2 separate regions of the Xenopus laevis genome follow, and region 2 is linked to region 1. Evidence: chromatin contacts called from public Hi-C data. All regions are on one chromosome and are shown on one strand. Each heading gives the region's core, a stretch centred on a gene start, on an enhancer-like site or on the middle of the called end of the contact. The rest is flanking DNA. Distances are from core to core; before and after follow the strand shown.

Region 1 (7,843 bases), core at 2,004-4,503:
ATGACAGGTTGAGGCTACTATAAACGTAGTGTCCAGTGCATTGCACGCAATCTGCAGCCTATGCACATGCCAAAGGAACCAGAACCTGCAAAATACGGAATTTGTTTATTACCAGAAACCAATGCATTCCTGACCAGACTATCCTTTGCTTGTTAAAGTTCAAACAAATATATAAAAAACTAAAAAAAAAAAAATGAAGAACTCCAGTCTATGGTGATGGTTTGGGGGTACTTTAATATTAACATGGTAGATGTTATATTAGATAATTTTATGCTAATTTTGTTAGTCTGTAAGATTAAATTAGAACAAAAAATCTGTATCTGCAATGTAGGGTTCTTTTATGTTTAAAAGTGAAGTGAATGTTATCGCCTAGGTGGATCTTATTTAGTTTGGACAGTCCCAAATCTCAGATCCCCAAAAAGAAATTGTGCTTAACAGAAGTGGCTTGGGGTTATGATCAGATAGGGGCAAGTCTATCTGGGACAGCTCCACGCATTACCTTAAATCAGGGATCCCCAACCTTTTGAACCCAATAGCAACATTCAGAAGTAAAAGAAGTTGGGGAGCAACACTAGCATGAAAAATGTTCTTAGGGTGCCAAATATGTGCTGTGATTGGCATGTGATTGGTAGCCCCTATGTGGATTGTCAGCCTACATTGAGACTCTGGTTTTTATACATCCAAAACTTACCTCCAAGCCTGGAATTCAAAAATAAACTCCTCCTTTGAGGCCACTGGGAGCAACATCCAAGGGTTGGAGAGCAACATGTTGCTCAAAAGCTACTGGCTGGGGATCACTGCCTTAAATGATCCAATTTTTTGAAGTTGGTTGGTAAAGAATACAAATTAAATCAACATGCTGCAGGTTTGCTTATTAATCAGCTCAGGTACTTGTTGCAGACATTCTTTATGTGTAACTATGCACTACATATCTCATTTCTAATCACAGCTAAAGAATCTGCTAATAGGGAGCAGGTATGAAATCAGCCTTTCAAAACTAAATACCTATAAAATATAAATGCTATCACTGATTTGTTTATTATTTCAGCTTGATAGCTTAGGCAGCCTTCAAGTTGTGATAGGTGTGCCACGTCACTAGTGCAGACTGCACAATTGAAGAATTTGGGCTCTTTAACACTGCTCATACTGCAAAGACTGGAAGATCCTGTGACTGTTAAGATAAAGATAATGTTTGTACCAAAATGCATGCACTAAACAAGTGATGAAAAATGTCAGCACTTGACATAACACATATGCTGACAAAAACCCAAGGCAACCCCCCCCCAAAAAAGGTTAAGAGGCACATCCCAGGGTTTCTGGGCTGAAATGCATTTAATTTACACCAGTCACCTGCCTATCCAACATTTCATTCTGAACGAAGAGCCTTTATAGGGTTGGTCATCCATTTTGTGCTATAGCAGCTTATACTATTCTGGGATGGCTTTCCTCTAATGTTGGAGAATTGTTGGTGGCCTTTGTTATCAATCATTCAACCACATTAAATGAATGATCCTATAGACAAAGCAGTATAATAATCAAATTCATGCATTAACAATCAATACTGGTTAAATATTGGTTAAATATATCAATTCATATATTTACAAGTATAAAATTGATCAATGAAATCATAGTTAAACAAACGGACAAATAATAGGACCCTCTCTGCCCATACCCAATTGAGATAATTGAGATTGTCTTTTGATGAAGTGACTAGCAGTCATGAAACACATTAAGCCTTGCTCTCCCCTGCCCACTTCAATAAATTTTATTTTTTTTAAAGCGGATTAATGAAACTTTGTCTACCTCTACGTTAGTTTGATGGAGTATTTCGGTGAATCGATCTGAAGATGCATTTTTCTGAATTGGTGGTTGCATGAATTTTGTACCTGGGCACTAGTTGTAGCTGGTATCACAATCAAGTGATCAGTATCGGACTGGCCCACCAGGATACCAGGAAAACTCCTGGTGGGCCCAGGTGTCAGGGGGCATCTTGCTTCTAACCATTTGGCCGATTTCATGGTCATTCCCTATTTCTCATAATGGAAGAATAGAGTATAGTAAGTAGATATAAAAACTATGAGAATAAAGAGGTTAAGTGATGAGAGGAGAAATAATAGTTTGGAAAGTGGGCACATGGTCTAAGGTTTTCTGGTGGGCCCCTAACATCCCAGTCCGACACTGCAAGTGATTTGGTGAACCGTATGGGTTTATAAAAGCCATCTAACTTTGTGAGTTTGTAATTTACCTGAGGAAGGCCCAGTTAGGTCCGGAACATGTTGTGCTGTTATATGTATAACAAATAAATGACAGCATTAATTGAAGGCACTCCAGTGGATCTCTTTCCTTGTTGCATAATTTGGGGAGTTGGTGATGTCCCTATGCTGTATGAGTAGCTGACCACACATGACGGAGGAGTAAAGTACAAGTCAGCTTGGGGTTACAGTAACCATTGGCTTAGTCCTGTAACTGATGAGTTAATCTATATCTGCCATTGGTGCCAAACTAAAATTACTGCATTTTGCTATGCTTATATATATTGTTACTGTCAACCATTTCTGTATAAAAGTTATCATGTAGTTCTTGGCTCAGATTTGATAACACTATAAAGGGGGGTAATATCATAAAAGACACAGAGCTTGCACTCAGGTTGGCTATCCTATACCAGGCAAAACAAAAATATATGGCCAGTAAACAGTATCTTGTAGAATTAAGTCAAAGACAACTGGACATTTATGGACTTTCACATATCTGCGAGTTTCAGCCAACACCTTACTGAAGTTCAATGGAACCATTGTGATTGGATGTCTGTGACTTTACTACCCTCAAGAGTTTAAATGCCGGGGAATTCCCTACCACTTCAGTTGAACTGAAGAAGCCACTCGGATGAGTGGTGAAACTTGTTCAAGAGAAACTCTAAATGTCCAGTTGCCTTTGACTTAATTCTACTAGATACTGTTTATCATGACCTGGATAAATGCGAATCTTCACTAAATGTTACTTGGTGATTGGTTGCTACAGGTTATTAAACCTGATGCAAAACTTTGCAAATTTCATTACCTGAGGTTTATAAGCCAAGTCAGGGAATAATGGCCCATATCAGTCTCATTTACAAATGCAAAGCACTAGTTTAGATGTAAAATTGAGACCACATTGACACTATTCAGCAATGCACATGGTTCTTTACAATTTGTTGCAAGTGCAAATGTGTTCCCTCAACCTGCTTTGATTAAGTGCAAGTGCACGCCAGCACAATGGAACCTTGGAAATGTAGTCAGATTAGACCTGCTGGGAATTTCTGGTTTCCCTAGGGGGGTGCCTCAGTAGCCACATGTGACTAGCTGAAAGTGATCGGACACAATTGCTGCTAATAATAATGTGCACCAGAAGTGAAACCAATGCAACACAAAAGCAGTGAAAAAAAGCATGTGATGCAACTAGCATGTGGTTTATCATAGTGGGACACTGAATGCAAATTGCAGTGAATGCAGTGAACACTTTATACGTTTACTACACATGCTACATTAATAAATGAGCCCTATAAACTCTAATAGGACAGACTTATTATTTTGTCAAAATAAATAAATACATAATTAGTATTGTTTTGTTGCCGATGGCACTACTTTACCAAAGGCTTATATAAGATATGGAGGGAGTACCTATTTTTGATCGAAATAAAAAAAATACAGCTAAACTGATAAATATTTTTTTTTGATCTTCTGTTAACCACTAAAACTGGAGGAGACCAGTCACACAGAGATATAAATAGTATGAACATATAATTTACACACCCAGTTAAGTATTTGTTCCAATTCTGATTTTGGCAAAGGACCCTATAATCATGTGCTACCTATAATCTGATTAAAAAATACCTTTTATGGCAGAGCTGAAGGTAGCTTTGTTCCTGTATAAACTTGTACACACACATGCATATTACAAGTAATAGGATCTAATGCAGATACTTGATCTTAGATTAAATCAGGGAATACTCCCTTTTTTGTTCAGAGGGGCGCCTATGACATGTGGAATACACAAGTGTTTGTAGGTATGTTTGACAGAACCATATAAAACCATTATTACAAATGGCTCAGCTTCTGTGGGACAAAACAAAATTGATCCTTGCATGCTAGGGAACATTACAGGGATATATCCTTATGAAAAGCCCTAATCTTGATTAATGTTTGAACAACCTTAAACTAAAACTTGTTTTGCCCCACAACAAAATCATTCTAACCCCCACACTTCAGGTACATAACTTGTTTCTCAAATATGTATTGAAATTATTTATTAAATGCTCTACCAGACTCTGTTGACAAGGTAAATAAAGCCACATTGCGTTGTAGGTAGCCAGCCTGCTGCAAAGGATCTTGGAGGTGTGAAACCCCAAGAGTCTGAGAATTCACTTAAATAGTACCTGGGCTAGTACAAAAGTTACAATGATTTTCAGTTCTTTGCTGTTAATTTGTTCCAATACTTTTCTAGTTTCAGAATGAAATAAACACGAATAAGGGAAAAGATATAACTGCAACATAGAATTGTTATCGTTACCTTCATATTTCCCAGTCATCTCTTACAGTGTCATGTGGTTCTTGGTGGTTTTAAATTTAACCATAGTGCTTTGATGCCCTCTAGAGAAAACAAGGAACTAGTTTTCAAAGGATAATACATTTAACAAAGCATAATAACTAAAGAGTTAATTGTGGGGGGGTTTTTTTGCGAAAATTCTCAGAAATTACAATTCTCAGTGAATTCACCAATTTACTAAAAGGAGAAAAAAACAATTCACTAGTGAAAAAGCTCAGCGTTAGAGAACTTTTGCAGCATTTCACCAGGTGAATTTTCGCTCAAGCGTTTGATCATTGATCTGCAAATTTATCAAAGTGTACACTTTCCAATACGTTACTCTTTTCGCCAAAGTCTATTTCGTTTGGTGCTACCTGGCTAACAGATAAGATGGCGCTACATCCTCAACATTACTATGGCGTTGACATCATATCCTGTTTAAGTCGAAAAAGAAAAAATGCTGGAATTTTAATATTTTAATGTGGTATGATGTTTAAAAGTTGTAAATATATGGTATTTACACTTTTTTTTAACCATTTGAAGCTCATGCCACATTTGTTTTAGGGTGGGCTCATTTTTAGGACAATATAGGATCTCTTTTGTGTTTATTTTGCTTCCTTGGACATTTTTAATAATAAGTGGTCACTTCCAGCAATTTCACCAACATCTCTAATAAATTCATACATATGACCTCTATGTAACCGCCATATTTAAATTGAAGTAATAGTAAGTATTTTAATGAAGTTTCACTAGGAAGAAAGGAACTCTAAGAAACTTTCATGCTGATGAATTTTCATTAGCAAAGCTATGCCAGAGTTAATTTCGAATTTTCGCATTTTGATGAATACGTGTAGTTGCAGCAAATTAACGTCTGATGTAGTTGCGTAAAGTATGGCAAAGCTTTCTGAAGCAAAATTTGGTAAATGTAGGCAGGTCTGGACTGAGAATGAAAATAGGCCCTGGTACACAGAGGCCCAAACAGCCTCCACCAGCCCACTAAATACTGACTTTCTATGGCACCTTATAGCAGTCCCTCTGGCATTTGCCAGAACCCACAGATTGCCAGTCCGGGCCTGAATGTAGGGACCTACAGGATTTGCTATGCTCCTAATAGCTTTAAATCCCTTGCTCCTTTCCCCTAGTTGCTGGACAAAAGCCAATGTATATAGTTTAAGCATTCACCTATCATATTATTAGTCAAAGGGTGTAATGACCACTTCCTACCACACTTCAAAATAGTGTGTGGAAAGGGGTGGATCTTCCTCTTTGGCTGCTGGTGTCCTTACCTTGGTTGTGCTCATTGAGTCTAGGTACACCAAGGTCCAGTAAAGCCACTGCCCTAAAGGGACCTATACCTTTAGTGATCAAGTTGGGGACCAGGGAACCCTGTGAACGAGGTTTAGCTAGAACAGGATAGTTCTGTTATAGACTCTAGAGGAGAGTAAGATAGAAAGCTTAACTAGCAAGAGCAGCTGTGTGCTCCATCAAGGATCTGTAGCAGGGAGTAGCTCCTAGATTGCCTTTAGTGAAGGGACCACAGCACATAGGGCGTCAAGCTTAGACTCCTTCTCCCTGACCACTCCACTGGGTGGGATCCGGACCACTTTGAGGTATATCTGCCTGATGGATAGGGATGTAGCGAACGTCGGAAAAAAAGTTCGCGAACATATTCGCGAACTTGCGCAAAAACGCGAGCGGTTCGCGAACGGTTCGCGAACCCCATAGACTTCAATGGGAAGGCGAACTTTAACATCTAGAAAAGACATTTCTGGCCAGAAAAATGATTTTAAAGTTGTTTAAAGGGTGCAACGACCTGGACAGTGGCATGCCAGAGGGGGATCAAGGGCAAAAATGTATCTGAAAAATCTGCCTGTGTGTGCTTGGAAGAGATAGTGTAGGGGGAGAGCTGTTAGTGATTTCAGGGACAGATGATAGTAAGTTTGCTGGCTAGTAATCTGCTTGATACTGCTCTGTATTGGAGGGACAGAAGTCTGCAGGGATTTGAGGGACATTTTAGCTTAGGTTGCTTTGCTGGCTAGTAATCTACTGTTCTCTTTAAACAACTGCCATACGTTGACCTTGTAGGCATTGTTTGCCCAGTTTTTTTGGACGCAGCCACTGAAGCACAGTTGCCAGAAAAAATATGCCATATAAATGCTGAAAATAGTCATTTTTCGCCATACGTTGACCTTGTAGACATTGTTTGCCCAGTTTTTTTGGACGCAGCCACTGAAGCACAGTTGCCAGAAAAAATATGCCATATAAATGCTGAAAATAGTAATTTTTCGCCATACGTTGACCTTGTAGACATTGTTTGCCCAGTTTTTTTGGTTGCAGCCACTGAAGCACAGTTGCCAGAAAAAATATGCCACATAAATGCTGAAAATAGTCATTTTTTGCCATATACGTTGAGTCAACGTATGGCAAAAAATGACTATTTTCAGCATTTATATGGCATATTTTTTCTGGCCTCTGTGCTTCAGTGGCTGCGGCCAAAAAAACTGGGCAAATAATGCCTACAAGGTCAACGTATACACTACTACAGCGGTGTATACGGATTACGTAAAATATATTATGGCTGCTTGAAAAAAGTCACTCCGGTGTTTTTTCTGGAGACGGTAATATTATGGATATTTAGACAGAATGTGAACAAGGTCACACAGCTCGATGGCGGGTTGAAGAAAACAGTGTGCAAATAATGCCTACAAGGTCAACGTATACACTACTACAGCGGTGGATACGGATTACGTAAAATATATTATGGCTGCTTGAAAAAAGTCACTCCGGTGTTTTTTCTGGAGACGGTAATATTATGGATATTTAGACAGAATGTGAACAAGGTCACACAGCTCGATGGCGGGTTGAAGAAAACACTGTGCAAATAATGCCTACAGGGCAAATAATGCCTAAAAGGTCAACTTATACACTACTACAGCGGTAGTAAAATAAAAAAAAGTAAAATAAAAAAAAAATGAATATTAAAAAAAAAAATTAAAGTTGGTGCTGCTGAACTACTAGGAGCAGCAGATTAGCACACCAGTCCCACTCCCCAACACTGCTAGACTAATAGCACTGGGCTCTTATAGTAGTAGTAGTAGTAGTAGTAGTAAAACAACAAAAAAATAAATAAAAGCAGTCCTTACAAGGACTACTGTTATTGCAGCAGTCAGCAGATGAGATCAGAAGCAGGACAGCTGCCCACTGCAGCTACATACAGAGCACTGCAGTAGAAGGTAGATTACTAGCCAGCAAAGCTACCTAAGCTTAAATGTCCCTCAAACCC
Region 2 (7,843 bases), core at 2,372-4,871, 93 kb before region 1:
TGATGGGTAGCTGTGTGGGCAGCCATTCAGAGCAGAAAAAGGATAAAAGGCACAGGTTACACAGCTAATAACAGATAAGCCCTGCGATACAATGTGATTCTACATAGCTTATCTGTTATCTACTATTTGTCTTGTGCTTGGATGGCGCCCCCATTGCTACACAGCAGCTTGTTTATATAAACTATAGAAGTCTTTCTGAAGCAAACATGCCAGTTTTACCAGTGAAGGGCAACACTACATTATTTATTCATTACTTAAAAACACTTACATTTTTTGATGTTACTGGCAGCAAATGTGCAAGCTGGTTATAGTACATTTCTCTCTGAAAATCTGAGTAAAATGGGTCGTTCCAGACATTGTTCTGAACAACTTTCATTAAAAAGTTGAGAGGGGAAGCATATAAAGAAGGGAAAACATATAAAGAAGTACATAAAATGATAGGCTGCTCAGCTAAAATGCTCAAATGCTTTAAATTTTCAACTAAAACCTGAAAGTCGTGGAAGAAAACCAATAACTACCATTCAGATGGATTGAAGAATAGCCAAAATAGCAAAGCCAATGATCCGCTCCAGAAAGATCAAATAAGGTCTAATGTTACCTGTGGGTACTGTTACAATTAGAAGACGCCTATTTGTATTTGTTACAATTAGAAGAATGCCTAGTTTGTAAAGAATCTGCATTGCTGTTTTTTGTAACAGCCTAATATTCCCATTTTCTCCACTTTCTGTAAAGGATGAACACAAATTTGATAAATTTTTCTTAATGTTTTGATTTGAAATAGAATGTGCAGTGTTCCCAATGCATTTGCGTGTATGGAAATAAAAGTTATTATAAGGATTTTGAGCTTTATTCACTTTTTTTAAACACACTACTATTATCCTGAGCACAACTGTATATTTCTGGGCTTTTCCTTCCATAAAGATATTTCTAACTCTCCAAGCTAGATATGGACCCAGTCTAGCAATGTTTTGTCCAACTAACACATTGTAGGTTGGGTTGTGGTGTTGTTTAGCAATGACCATCAAATTCATAAAATCATATTTCGGCCCACACAAGAATAGGTATGTTTGTGGCCAGGTTTATTCTTGAGGGTATGATTAGAACCCCCAAGGAATCTTCTTTAGCAGAATAGATTTGAGAAGGCTTGAGAAATCCATTTAATTTTCTTCTAAGCCTATATGGCCAAAGAACCTATAGTTATGTCTAGCAAATTCATTCTCTTGTGTAAGGCTTATCTTATGTTATTTGTTGTTTTAGTTACAGTAGTATAGCTGAAATTGATACATCATGTTTTTACAAAGGGAACCAGCCAAACCAGACCACTTATTGGAAATCTGGCCAAATTGCATGGGCTAAAGGTGGCCTTACATATTACTATTATGATCTTTCCAAAGACCATTGGTCGTACAAAAGATCTTTCATCCACTTTACTAACGTTAAGAGCTGCATCGTCCGCTAAGCAGGTAAAAGCAAAAATAATTCTTTAGCTTAATGTCATGATTCGGCATTAACGGTATGATGTTCTGGAACTTTCAAAGGTGTCCGTTCAAAACTTTCAGTCCTGCTTGATTGACTAGACGACCAATATCCATGGCTTTCCACCATAAGCAACGATTATAGTATGAAAGATCTTTCATATGATATTATCTTCATCCCCCCCCCCCCCATTACCACCAGCATACACAATCAAATAAATATCATTTAGGACAGGAATGTCTAAACAGGCTGTATTTATCCCATTTTTATTCTTATTCTTTTAAGAGGAGGACTGCACTAATTTAGAAAGTATCCATCATCATTATCATTATTTATCCATATGGTGCCATGCTATGTTCCACAGTGTTTTGCATAACTAGCAGTAATTTAACAAAAGAAGGTTTAATCCCCTACACTGTTTGTTTGAATGTTTAGCATCACCAAAATCTCTAAAGTTACTATAAAGTATAGTGGGAATTAATAAATGAGATCATATGTTAATGGTACCCTACCCAAACAGGTGAACTATGGTTGGTTTACATAACTGTTTTATCATATTTTTCATTTACATCTGATGTGAACAGTGTGAGTCTACCGGAGACCACCAGAGGGCACTATTTGGCCATTGCTACCTACAGTTTCTACCAGTACAGCAATTTGCATTTCATTGTCCTTGTTTTTTCATTTGCAATCCTCTCCTCTTGTGATGGTAAGCTGCCTTCTGGTTTAAAGGGGAACACAAATGGGGTTAAAAAAAAAATCAATCACAATATTTGAACCAATTCTAATGAAGTGTAGCAACCAATAAAATACCTGCTTTCATACAGGTGGCCAGTACTTGCTATGAATTAATATACCTGGTGCAAACTTTGTGTCTTTGACCTCAAAGGGCTTTTGTATTATATATTATTCTTTATTGATAAATATTTTACTTTACAAATGTTATACTATGATTGACATCCTACAATCATTTTAAAAAAATGTCCATAACTGCAACTAACCTAAAGCATGTAAAAAGAAAAGCTGGATTCATGCTAATGTTACAACAACCTGCTATTCAGATACATAACATAGTTTGCAATAAACAGCTTGTAAAATGTTTTGTCTGTTTTTTTAATAGAAGCACTGCAGGAAGGTTACTGAATTTTATACCTGTGATACAAATCTTTAACTACACCTTTTTATCTCCAGTAGCTTTCTGTGTCCTTTAGATTGAACAAAGGATACATTTACAACCTGCATGAGTTAAGAGGCTGGTATACAAATCATGCAGCAAGTCAAGGTCCTTGCAGGAAAACACAATTAATGTGAATTTAATATAATACCACCAAGGATGAGGGTTATACAGTGCCTTATTTTTACTGACAGTTTACCCTTTATAAATAATCACATTACTTGTTCATCATTCTTTGCCATAAACGGTTACTAACTGATGGAGGTGGAGTAGCCATTGATTATACACAGATTAGCGTGCGGTTTTCACCCGGACACCTGTGGGTTTTCAGATTAGTGCATCCAAAATTCCCTGTAATTTCAATGTGGCAGTGTGTGCCCTTTTCAAAGGCTATTTGTGCTAAATAATGTGTTTTTACTAAATTGTCTGTATACAACACAAATGTATTGCATGTACATGTTTACCTTTGAGGGGAGCATCATTTAATAATGTGCATCCCTTTAATATTAAAATTTCAGTTCCAAGTAGCTGAACATACTATTCCTGTAGGAGAATTTTTTTTTATAATGGTTATCTTTTAGAAATTATTATTTTTTCACAAGGTGAAATAAGTTTTACATTTTTGTCCACAGGAAAAACTTCATAGAGAAAGTCAATTATGAAGGGAAATGGAAACAGCAGACACAATTTTTGTACGTCTTCATTTAAATTCTTTACATATCACTAAAAAGGAGATCTAAACACTGTTTCCCAGCAACAATCACCTCAGTTGCTGATTTGGGACTGGGGCAGCAGTGGCCCAGCAGGCCTACGATGTGACGGGCCCCCTTTTCAAAGTATGCACCACAGTAAACGAGTGTGCATGAGCTGCAATACACAAGTTTTGCCTCCTTATTCTGAATTTAGTGGGTTAGTGACGTCGGGGGCTGAGCTGGTAACGTTGGGGGAGGTGACGATGATGTCAGGGATGGGCTTGTGACATTGGGGTGGGACTGATTATGTGTCGATCAGCGATTGGTTGATCGCTATGTTATTAACTTTACTGTTCTGTCCGGATTTCCTCATTTGGAAATCCGAACAGGAATGTTTCACCCAGACAGCCCTTCCAGATACCAGGCTGCCAGGTGTGAGCACGCCAAAGTCTCTTTCACAGGAATCCATCACCAGACAGCTCCCTTACTTTCTCTGTTACCTTTGAGCTCCAAACATCAACTTCCAGCTGAGCTTATACATGATTATCGGGGTACTGGTATACCCAAGCCCCCGGGCATCCCCACTCATGTGGCTTTTCTCCATTTGCCTGGGGCCTATGGCTGCAAGAGCCCAAGCAGAAAAAAATCACTCCATCCTCGAGTCAATAGAGAAAGAAAAAGAGTCTGAGCACATGGAAGCTCAGCTATATATACTTCTTGCACAACACTTTTTGGCCAATTCTACCAGGTCATACTGCACTGGGAAAAAGGACTCACTCCCCCTCCTTTATCTAATTTAAAGGAACAGTAACGTCAAAAAATAAGTGTTTTAAAGTAATGAAAATATAATGCAGTGTTGCCCTGCACTGGTAAAACTGCTGTTTTGTATTTTCAGATCATAGGGAATTTAGCCCTATGGTCCCCTATGAATACATCACCTTTCTGTTTACCAAGAATACCACTCCAGATGTAACCTTTGGTAATTTTTTTATTCAAGCCTAAAACCTAAGCCCTCAGCAACTTGACTACCCACATAATCCCCTTACTCTTCACTTACGTAAACACACATACTACTAGTTTTCTATTTTTCACTATGCACTTACCATTACTATCCTAACCACAAAGAACCTTACAATAACACTGATTAACCCCACAGTATGCCTCACTTCCCCTCCCTCTTGTAAGCTCTTGTGAGTAGGGCCCTGCTGTCCCCTAACAATAGGTATTTGTACCTGTTCATCTGTTCTGGTGAAATTTTGTCTGTTAATGCAAACTGTTTTGTCTTCTATTTGTTTCCTTTACTGCAGTGTTGCAGGAGACCATGATGCTGTTGAAATATTATTATCATTGTCATACATATCCATAAATTTGCTTTTGCACCACCAGGGGGAGCTATAAATCAATTATTGTATTGTCTTGTAACTTGTTTTATTAAAATAGAATGGCACTGTAAGCATGTCCTACAACATGGTAGGTATCATGTGACACATTATATTCTTGTACGGAATTAATTGAAAGAAACAGAGGGGCATTAGGGTCCTTGTTTTAAGAGTCAGAACCAGAGGGGCAGACATAAATTTAAAAAAAAAAGTGTAATAAATGTGTATTGGAAAGTTGCTTAGAATTAACATCAGTTTCTGTGTGCATAACCACTTTAGGGTAAGTCCACACAGGGCGTTTTGGGGAGATTTGGTCGCCTGGCAACTAATCGCCTCGTTTTTGCGGCCAATCTCCCCAAACGCCTTCCCTGTTCCTGCGCCGGCTAAAATGCCGGCGCTAATCACACGCGCCAGTTCGTTTTCCGAAGTTGCCTCGCGAGGAAACGAATCGCCACGTGTGATTAGCGCCGGTGTTTTTTCGTTTTAGCTGGCGCATATTCAGGGAAGGTGTTTGGGGAGATTGGTTGCTGCAAAAACTAGGCGATTAGTCGCCAGGCGACCAAATCTCCCCAAAACGCCCTGTGTGGCCTGACTCTAAAAGTAATTGCCACTGGAAAGTCACTTAGGTACTTGTGATATCAGCTACTGCTAAGAAGAGTGTCCTTCAAAGCTTGCTCTTTCAGATTATGATAAAATAAAATGATTAGATCTTTTTTCCCATTGGCCAGGCTTTCCATGCTCTTCTCTGCAATGCATACCATACTTTGCTCTGACTGCTTTACAGTTTGGCACTGTACTTACATTCTGGAAAAAAGTCAAGAGATTGCTATTTTAATTTCTGATTTAGCAGTTTGTTTTGCAGCTAAGAGAATAATAAAAAGAAAAGGAAACAAGTGAAATACTTAATAGCACAATTTTTCACTTCAGTTTTCTTTCTCATGCCAATAGATTAGGATTTGGCCTTAAACACTTATTTATAGAATGTATTCCTGGAAATTCAACATAGTTGTCAGTTAAGCTTAGAGTTGGAGCAATCAAATATTTATTATGCTGTTAACAGGGCACTGACCAAATGCTGAAACAAAAATGTGTGATTAGAACCAGAAAATGTGAAAATTACTGATACTTAATGATATCTTCCTATTACTTTTTTTTGGAAGGTGTAGGTTACTGTACGGATTTGCTTTGCCTTGAACTCACCATAGTTTCTCTAGTTTCTCTATTTTCACATACTACTCTCAAAGAAACACTGACAATCTAAAATACATTTACAAAAAATATAAATGGGTGGGGGGGAGGATGGATTTCAGTGAGTGGGCCATATTTATTTCCATTAGAAAAACTTATCTCTGAATAAATTTCCAAATGTCCTCACGTACTTTTGAGATAACATTTTCTCTTTTAATTAAACCTGGCCCAATGTATCTTAACCTATGTTTCTGGGCCCGATTATTTTGGCATTGGTTTGGAACCATATATGCGCCTCCTTTTAAATACTTTTCTTGGTCAATGATCTATACAGTATATTAAACAGATGAAAGCAGACTCTTATGGAAAAGACCAAGCAAAACATTATCAGAAAAACTTCCTGGGTTACTACAGCAAAAGCTTTTCTGCCTCAAACCCTTTAAGATTACCCAAAGATACAAGGGTCTGTTTTTCAAACCCTCGCCTTCGCAGCCCCATTGATTTCCACTGGACCTGCTCCCCATAGTGATCATTGTGCCAATCTGAAGTAACGTCAAAATTATTTGTACGCCCATTGACTTTAATGCATTTGGACTAGGGATGCACCGAATCCAGGTTTCGGCTATTTTCAGCAGGATTTGAATTCGGCCGAATCCTTCTGCCTGACTGAACTGAATCCTAATTTGCATATGAAAATTATGGACGGGGAGGAAAATCGCGTGACTTTTTGACACAAAACAAGGAAGGCATAAACATTTTTTTTTTGCATATGCAAATTAGGATTCGGTTCAGTATTCAGCCAAATCTTTCAGGAAGAATTTGGGGTTTCGGCTGAATCCAAAATAGTGGATTCGGTGCATCCCTAATTTGGACCAAATAGTCACGCATATAAAAAATGTCGCTCAAGTCAAAATTGATGCGCAACAAAATAATTTTGACGCCCATTGACTTCAATTTGTTTCGCTAATTTTTTGCTGTTTCAGCACAAATTCACCCATCACTAGTTATGATCTTTTGCAATTGGTCTATCTCCTGCAGCATTGATTTTGCCCACACAGCTAAGGTATGGATGTTCCCTTACAAGCCATTCTGGGATAAAAAAAATACAATTAAATTAAAATAGAATGTGTGTGTTTGATCCATTCATAAGAGTCTTTCTAGGGTTTAGAATGTAGGACTGCCATGTTTTTCCATTCATTTTAATTAAATATGGAAATGTAGGCTGTATGTTTATAATACACTGTTTTCTTGAGATAGAAAAAGGATGAAGCGGATGATTCTGCTCCACTCCTTTATGCCACACTGGCTGCCCACTGCTTTACACATCCATACAACTATAGAATATGAAATCCTTTTTTATATTATACTAATATAGATGCTGAAATCTCTATACTTTAACAAGCTCAGTATGAGAAAACCCCCTCCACGACATACAGATATACTGTATATACCTTGTCACTTCCAAATTATTCTAGGTTTAGTAAACCTACTTCTTCATATTTTGTGTTAGTTTCCCTTTTAATGGCATCAACACCTCACCAACATTCAGAGCATGTTTTGTCTAGTTATGGGTGGGGAACTTATTTTGTGCTAGTGTCTTTCCTTGTTAGGAAGTATTTGTAGGAATGTTTGAGGATTAACTCTGAAAAGATAAGATTGTTTGCGTCACCCTATCATATATTATATTACCGCATGTGATTTACCTTTTAACTTCCTCCTGTAAGTGTACGTCTAGATATGGCTTCTTCAGGAATAAAATACACTGACAAAGAAAAACCTAAACATGTATCAAGTAAACCAAAGTTAACACTTTGGGGCAATTTAATAAAAGTTCCAACAAATCCATTCTATATCAGTCATACAACCAAGGCAATCCTTATGTCCCTAACTTTGCACTTCATTACAAAGCACCTATAATTTGCCAATTGACACAA

Evidence for each region. Hi-C and Micro-C count contacts between places; a contact is called where the count stands out from the background.
Region 2: a contact with region 1 is called in a Hi-C map of the XL177 cell line, with 6 times the contacts expected there. The contact joins two enhancer-like sites. A contact is called at or near these places in 3 of 4 Hi-C or Micro-C datasets (the XL177 cell line, the XTC cell line and animal cap).

What each region holds. Positions count from the first base shown.
Region 1 is chr2S:80,772,366-80,780,208 of Xenopus_laevis_v10.1, reverse strand. No RefSeq gene overlaps it. Among protein-coding and RNA genes, the nearest start is that of kdm1a.S, 19 kb to the right of the region's middle. Within about 2 kb of position 3,253, at least 1 of the 7 cell types and tissues checked has an H3K27ac peak or open chromatin away from gene starts, as enhancers often do.
Region 2 is chr2S:80,865,424-80,873,266 of Xenopus_laevis_v10.1, reverse strand. No RefSeq gene overlaps it. Among protein-coding and RNA genes, the nearest start is that of luzp1.S, 15 kb to the right of the region's middle. Within about 2 kb of position 3,621, at least 1 of the 7 cell types and tissues checked has an H3K27ac peak or open chromatin away from gene starts, as enhancers often do.